Linked DNA regions of Ovis aries: region 2 is linked to region 1. A link is a contact called in public Hi-C data. All regions are on one chromosome and are shown on one strand. Each heading gives the region's core, a stretch centred on a gene start, on an enhancer-like site or on the middle of the called end of the contact. The rest is flanking DNA. Distances are from core to core; before and after follow the strand shown.

Region 1 (2,700 bases), core at 118-2,617:
TATTAAGGATTGGAATATTTTAGAATCCTGTCTATTTTAAACTTGTAATTAGCTATCTTAAAAAGAACACATTCTTGAAATATTTTAAAATATAATTAGAGTACTACTGCTGCTACATGCAATATTATTAAGACAGTAATAAAAAAATTTTTATGTTGTTCTGCAACACTTTAATCTTGAATTCTAATTATTATTTACATGAAAAGCATTTCCAGAGAGTCCTCTTTGAATGTTCATCCGGGTGTAGAAACACACAGCACCTGGCAGTTTATCTCCTAATCCAATTAATTCTGTACATTTGAATATCTGTCAGAAGAAAACTTGCAGCTGACAAGGTGCACAGGTTTCCATTCCTACCACGATAACCAGCGATAACCAGTGAGTTCTTAACCAAAGACCTCCTTCCTCTGACTCCAATCGTCTGTCCAGGGTCAGGCTCTCGACAGACACATGTCAATCCTGACACACTCCTGCGGCTAACCCGCGCGCCTCACCGAGCTGGGGGGTCCACCGGGCTGTTTCCACGCGGTTCCTTTTCTTGCCTACCCACATCTTTGCTCATCTTTCTGTTTGCTCATCTTTGCTTTCCGTCTCCAATCTCTCTCGCTGCTTCAGCACCCTCTGACTTTCAATCTTAAAGACCCCTAAAGTGAGGCTGTTTCCTTTCGGCCGCAGCTCATCACCTGCCCACGCGGTTATTTTGGAGCACAGACACAGGCTCTACAACTGGTCACCAAAGACACACTTTAGCCAAGGTCCTGGAGGGCAGGACATGCTTAACGTGCAGCGCTAATAAAATGACCACTCTCAGATCCCTTTGACACATCCTCTCAGGTGCAGAGTTTATTTTTAAGGCTAATACGGTGAGCCCACTTGGCAGAAGACTGTCCTTTCCGACCCTCTGACCCCCGCCCTGCAAGATACAACTTTGCCCAGGCAGGTATCTCGAATCACCAGCCGGCTTCGCTCTCCGTTTCAACCCATTTTGCCTACTGGCTGCTTGAGTCCTACAACCCGACTCTGACCGAGACCCCAGAGTCCCTGGACGTGGGCTCACCTGGTCACCGGCGGATCCGGGCGGACGCTCACCTGGCTCCCTCTCGGACTCGGGGGCGGGCTCACCTGTCCCCCCGCGGAGGGCGCGTGGCCCCACCTGGGTACCCCTCCTGCCCGCGCCGCTGCGGCCGCTCTGGAACAGGCTTTGCGCCGCTGCAGCCCTGCACGCCCGGCTGAGCGGTCACGGGGAGTTCCAGCCAACTTACTCCGCGTGTCTGGAAAGACAGAGCTGCTGGGAATATGCATACTCGGTTTCGCGGGTCCTCGCCTTTCGAGTGACCGCTCTAGGCCAGTCCCCTCCGTGCACTGACCGAGCTCTGCCCGGCGCTCTTCCCTTCTTTCCCTTTGGTTAAGGAATTAGCCTCGAGGAGCCCGGATCCATCGGAAAAAGGAAACTACTTTTTCCCCCTGCTGGTGACTGTGGGGAACTGCATGTGGTAGATTAAACCCATAAACAAGGTTTTCTTCCCTGCTTGTTCAGTCGTCTCCGACTCTGCGACTCCATGGACTGCTGCACTCCAGGCTCCCCTGTCCTTCACTATCTCCCAGAGCTTGCTCAAACTCATGCCCATGAAGTCTGTGATGCCGTCCAACCATCACATCCTCTGTCGTCCTCCTCCTGCCCTCAATCTTTCCCAGCATCAGGGTCTTTTCCAGTGAGTTGGCTCTTCGCATCAGGTGGCCAAAGTATTGAAGCTTCAGCTTCAGTCCTTCCAGTGAATATTCAGGACTGATTTCCTTTAGGATTGACTGGTTTGATCTCCTTGCTGTCCAAAGGACTCTCAAGAGCCTTCTCCAACATCACAGTTCAAAAGCATCAATTCTTAGACACTCTTCCGTGATTAGTCATCTGCTTTATGGTCCAACTCTCACATCCATACATGACTACATGGCTTTGACTATATGGACCTTTATCAACATAGTAATGTCTCTGCTTTTTAATATGTTTTCTAGGTTGTCATAGCTTTTCTTCCAAGGAGCAAACATTTTTTAATTTCATGGCTGCGGTCACCATCCTTTGTGATTTTGGAAGGAATGCAGCTCAAGAAAATCTGTCAGTGTTTCCACTGTTTCCCCATCTATTTGCCAATGAAGTGATGGGACCAGATGCTATCATCTTAGTGTTTTGAATGCTGAATTTTAAGCCAGCTTTTTCACTCTCCTTCTTCACCCTCATCAAGAAGCTCTTTAGTTTCTCTTTGCTTTCTGCCATTAGAGTCATATCCTCTGCATATCTGTGGTTGTTGATATTTCTCCTGGCAATCATGATTCCAGCTTGTGATTCATCCAGCCCAACATTTTGCTTGATGTACTCTGCATAGAAGTTAAATAAACAAGGTGACAATATACAGCCTTGTCGTACTCCTTTCCCAATTTGGAACCAGTTCGTTGTTCTGTGTCTGGTTCTGTTACTTCTTGACCTGCATACAGGTTTCTCAGAGGCAGGTAAGGTGCTCTCGTATTTCCATCTCTTTAAGAATTTTCCACAGCTTGTTGTGATCCACACAGTCAAAGGCTTTATTTAGCATGGTCAATGAAGCAGAAGTAGATATTTTACTGGAATTCTTTCGCTTTTTCTATGATCCAATGGACGCTGGCAATTTGATCTCTGGTTCCTCTGCCTTTTGTGAATCCAGCTTGTGC
Region 2 (2,700 bases), core at 97-2,596, 150 kb before region 1:
TGATCATAACTTTCCTTCCAAGAAGTAAGTGTCTTTTAATTTCATGGCTGCAATCACCATCTGCAGTGATTTTGGAGCCAAAAAAAAAATAAAGTCTGACACTGTTTCCACTGTTTCCCATCTATTTCCCATGAAGTGATGGGACCAGATGCCACGATCTTCGTTTTCTGACTGTTGAGCTTTAAGCCAACTTTTTCACTCTCCTCTTTCACTTTCATCAAGAGGCTTTTTAGTTCCTCTTCACTTTCTGCCATGAGGGTGGTGTCATCTGCATATCTGAGGTTATTGATATTTCTCCCAACAATCTTGATTCCAGCTTGTGCTTCTTCCAGCCCAGCGTTTCTCATGATGTACTCTGCATAGAAGTTAAATAAGCAGGGTTAGCCTTCTTTATTGTCCAACTCTCACATTCATACATGACTACTGGAAAAACCATAGTTTTGACTACATGGACTTTGTTGGCAAAGTAATGTCTGTGCTTTTTAATATGCCATTTAGGTTTGTCATAGTTTTTGTTCAAAGGAGCAAGCATCTTTTGATTTCATGGCTGCAGTCACCATCAGCAGTAACTGTGAATCCCAAGAAAATAAAATCTGCCACTGTTTCTACTTTTTCCCCATCTATTTGCCATAAAGTGATGGGACCGGATGCCATGAGCTTAGTTTTTTGAATGTTGAGTTTTAAGCCAGCTTTTTCACTCTCCTCTTTCACCCTCATCAAGAGGCTCTTTAGTTCCTCTTCACTTTCTGTTGTTAGGGTGGTATCATATGCATATCTGAGGTTGTTGACATTTCTCCAGCAATCCTGATTCCAGCTTGTGCTTCATCCAGCCTGGCATTTTGCATGATGTACTCTGCATATAAGTTACATAAGCAGGGTGACAATATACGACCTTGACGTACTGTTTTCCCAATTTGGAACCAGTCCCTTGTCCCATGTCCAGTTTTAATTGTTTCTTCTTGACTTACATACAGATTTCTCAGGAGGCAGGTCAGATGGTCTGGTATTCCCATCTCTTGAAGAATTTTCCACAGTTCGTTGTGATCCACACAGTCAAAGGCTTTAGCATAATCAATGAAGCAGAAGTAGATGTTTTTCTGGAACTCTCTTGCTTTTTCGATGATCCAGCGGATGTTGGTAATTTAATCTCTGTTACCTTTCCCTTTTCTAAGCCCAGTTTGTACATCTGAAAGTTCTCAATTCACATACAGTTGAAGCCTAGCTTGTAGGGCTACAGTCCATGGGGGTCACAAAGAGACATGAAGAGTCAGGCACAACTGAGCGCCGCTGTTCACAATAACGGCCCTCAAATCCAAAAACAAAAAGTGTAGTAGGTAGCTTGTCCAGCAGGTGGCACTGTTATACTAGGCAATGCCTCTGCGTAGCGTGGCAGCCATTAAACCGTTGAAACTGTTCTCCACTAGCTGGAATTCCGTTTTGTTTCTGCTGGAGCACCAGGGGTGGTTTAGGGAGGGGAGGATGTGGCCTGGATGTTGCTCTAGCACTTCTGTACCCGCGGGGACCCCGGGCAGGAGAATCCCCTCCGTCACTCACCCAGTGGGAAGGCACTAAACACCTCGGTTCTGCCCCTCCGTTCCGTGGCAGAAGTCACAACCACAGGACGGTGAATGGCCCATAGGACCTCGCCCACAAGGCCACTGAAGGTTTCATGCCCTTCTGCAAACTTTGCCAGAACCCTGTCCTTTGAGTTTCGGAGCCTTTTTAATCCAGGAGAACATGGACCCAGGAGTCTCACCTGCACAGGAGGCAGGGATTACAGTGATGAGAGTCCCTTACACCAGGACGCCACGTTTTCCCCTGGCTGGGTTATCAGGGAACAAACAGGGCCGTGGAGCTAGCCCTTCCCACCGGCGGACGGTGGGAGCAGCAGGAAAGAAACAGGGCCAGTTTCCTGTCTCCCCTCCTCCAGGGTCTCCACCTGAGCTTGCCACTTACTGCTCCCAGGGTCTGGTGCCTGGTGCGTGGGCCCAAGGGTTTCTTTCTTCCTCTGTGCAGGCCACCACCTTCCCATCAGCATCCTCCGTCCTTTGTGCCCAACCCCGTGACACCAAATGGCCCAGGCAAAACAGGGGTCAGGGCTTCACATTCTTTGCATGCACAGTAAAAGATGTAGGAGAGCAAGGTGCTCAAAGAAAATTGTCTCTCGCAACACTGAAGAAATTATGTGAAGAGGTAATGTCAAAAATATACTGGATAACTTAAAATGGGATACTAAAAATATTTTAAGGGAATTCTCTAGTAGTTCAGTGGTTAAGACTCTGCTTCTATTGCAAGGGGCAGGGGTTGGCCCCCTGGTTCAGGAACTAAGATCCTCCCACATGCCACCCACACAGCCAAAAAAAGTGTAAGTATCCTAAACAAAGGTAGGCAGGGGAAACACAAGAATGAAAAACAGAGGGCACAAATGGGAAACGAAAAGGGGAGGTCTGGATCTATGCATGTTAATAATTATGTTAAGTGTAAATACGGTAAACACACCAATTCAAGAAACAGTTTGGCAGAATGGATTTTTTTTAAAAATGACCCAAGTACCTGCTATCTGCAAGAAACTCTCTTCACATGTGAGCTCAGTCGTGTCCGACTCTGTGGCCCCATGGACTGTAGTCTGCCAGGCTCCTCTGCCCACCACATTTTCCAGGCAAGAATACTGAAGTGGAGTGCCATTTCCTACTCCGGGGG

Evidence for each region. A called contact is a pair of places that touch in the nucleus more often than the background predicts.
Region 2: a contact with region 1 is called in a Hi-C map of hypothalamus, with 6 times the contacts expected there. The contact joins two enhancer-like sites. A contact is called at or near these places in 4 of 16 Hi-C or Micro-C datasets (hypothalamus, muscle and tail adipose tissue).

The regions. Positions count from the first base shown.
Region 1 is chr23:21,538,023-21,540,722 of ARS-UI_Ramb_v3.0, reverse strand. No RefSeq gene overlaps it. Among named protein-coding and RNA genes, the nearest start is that of C23H18orf21, 29 kb to the right of the region's middle. Within about 2 kb of position 1,367, at least 10 of the 54 cell types and tissues checked have an H3K27ac peak or open chromatin away from gene starts, as enhancers often do. A contact at or near this core is called in hypothalamus, where this site is marked.
Region 2 is chr23:21,684,742-21,687,441 of ARS-UI_Ramb_v3.0, reverse strand. No RefSeq gene overlaps it. Among named protein-coding and RNA genes, the nearest start is that of C23H18orf21, 180 kb to the right of the region's middle. Within about 2 kb of position 1,346, at least 11 of the 54 cell types and tissues checked have an H3K27ac peak or open chromatin away from gene starts, as enhancers often do. A contact at or near this core is called in hypothalamus, where this site is marked.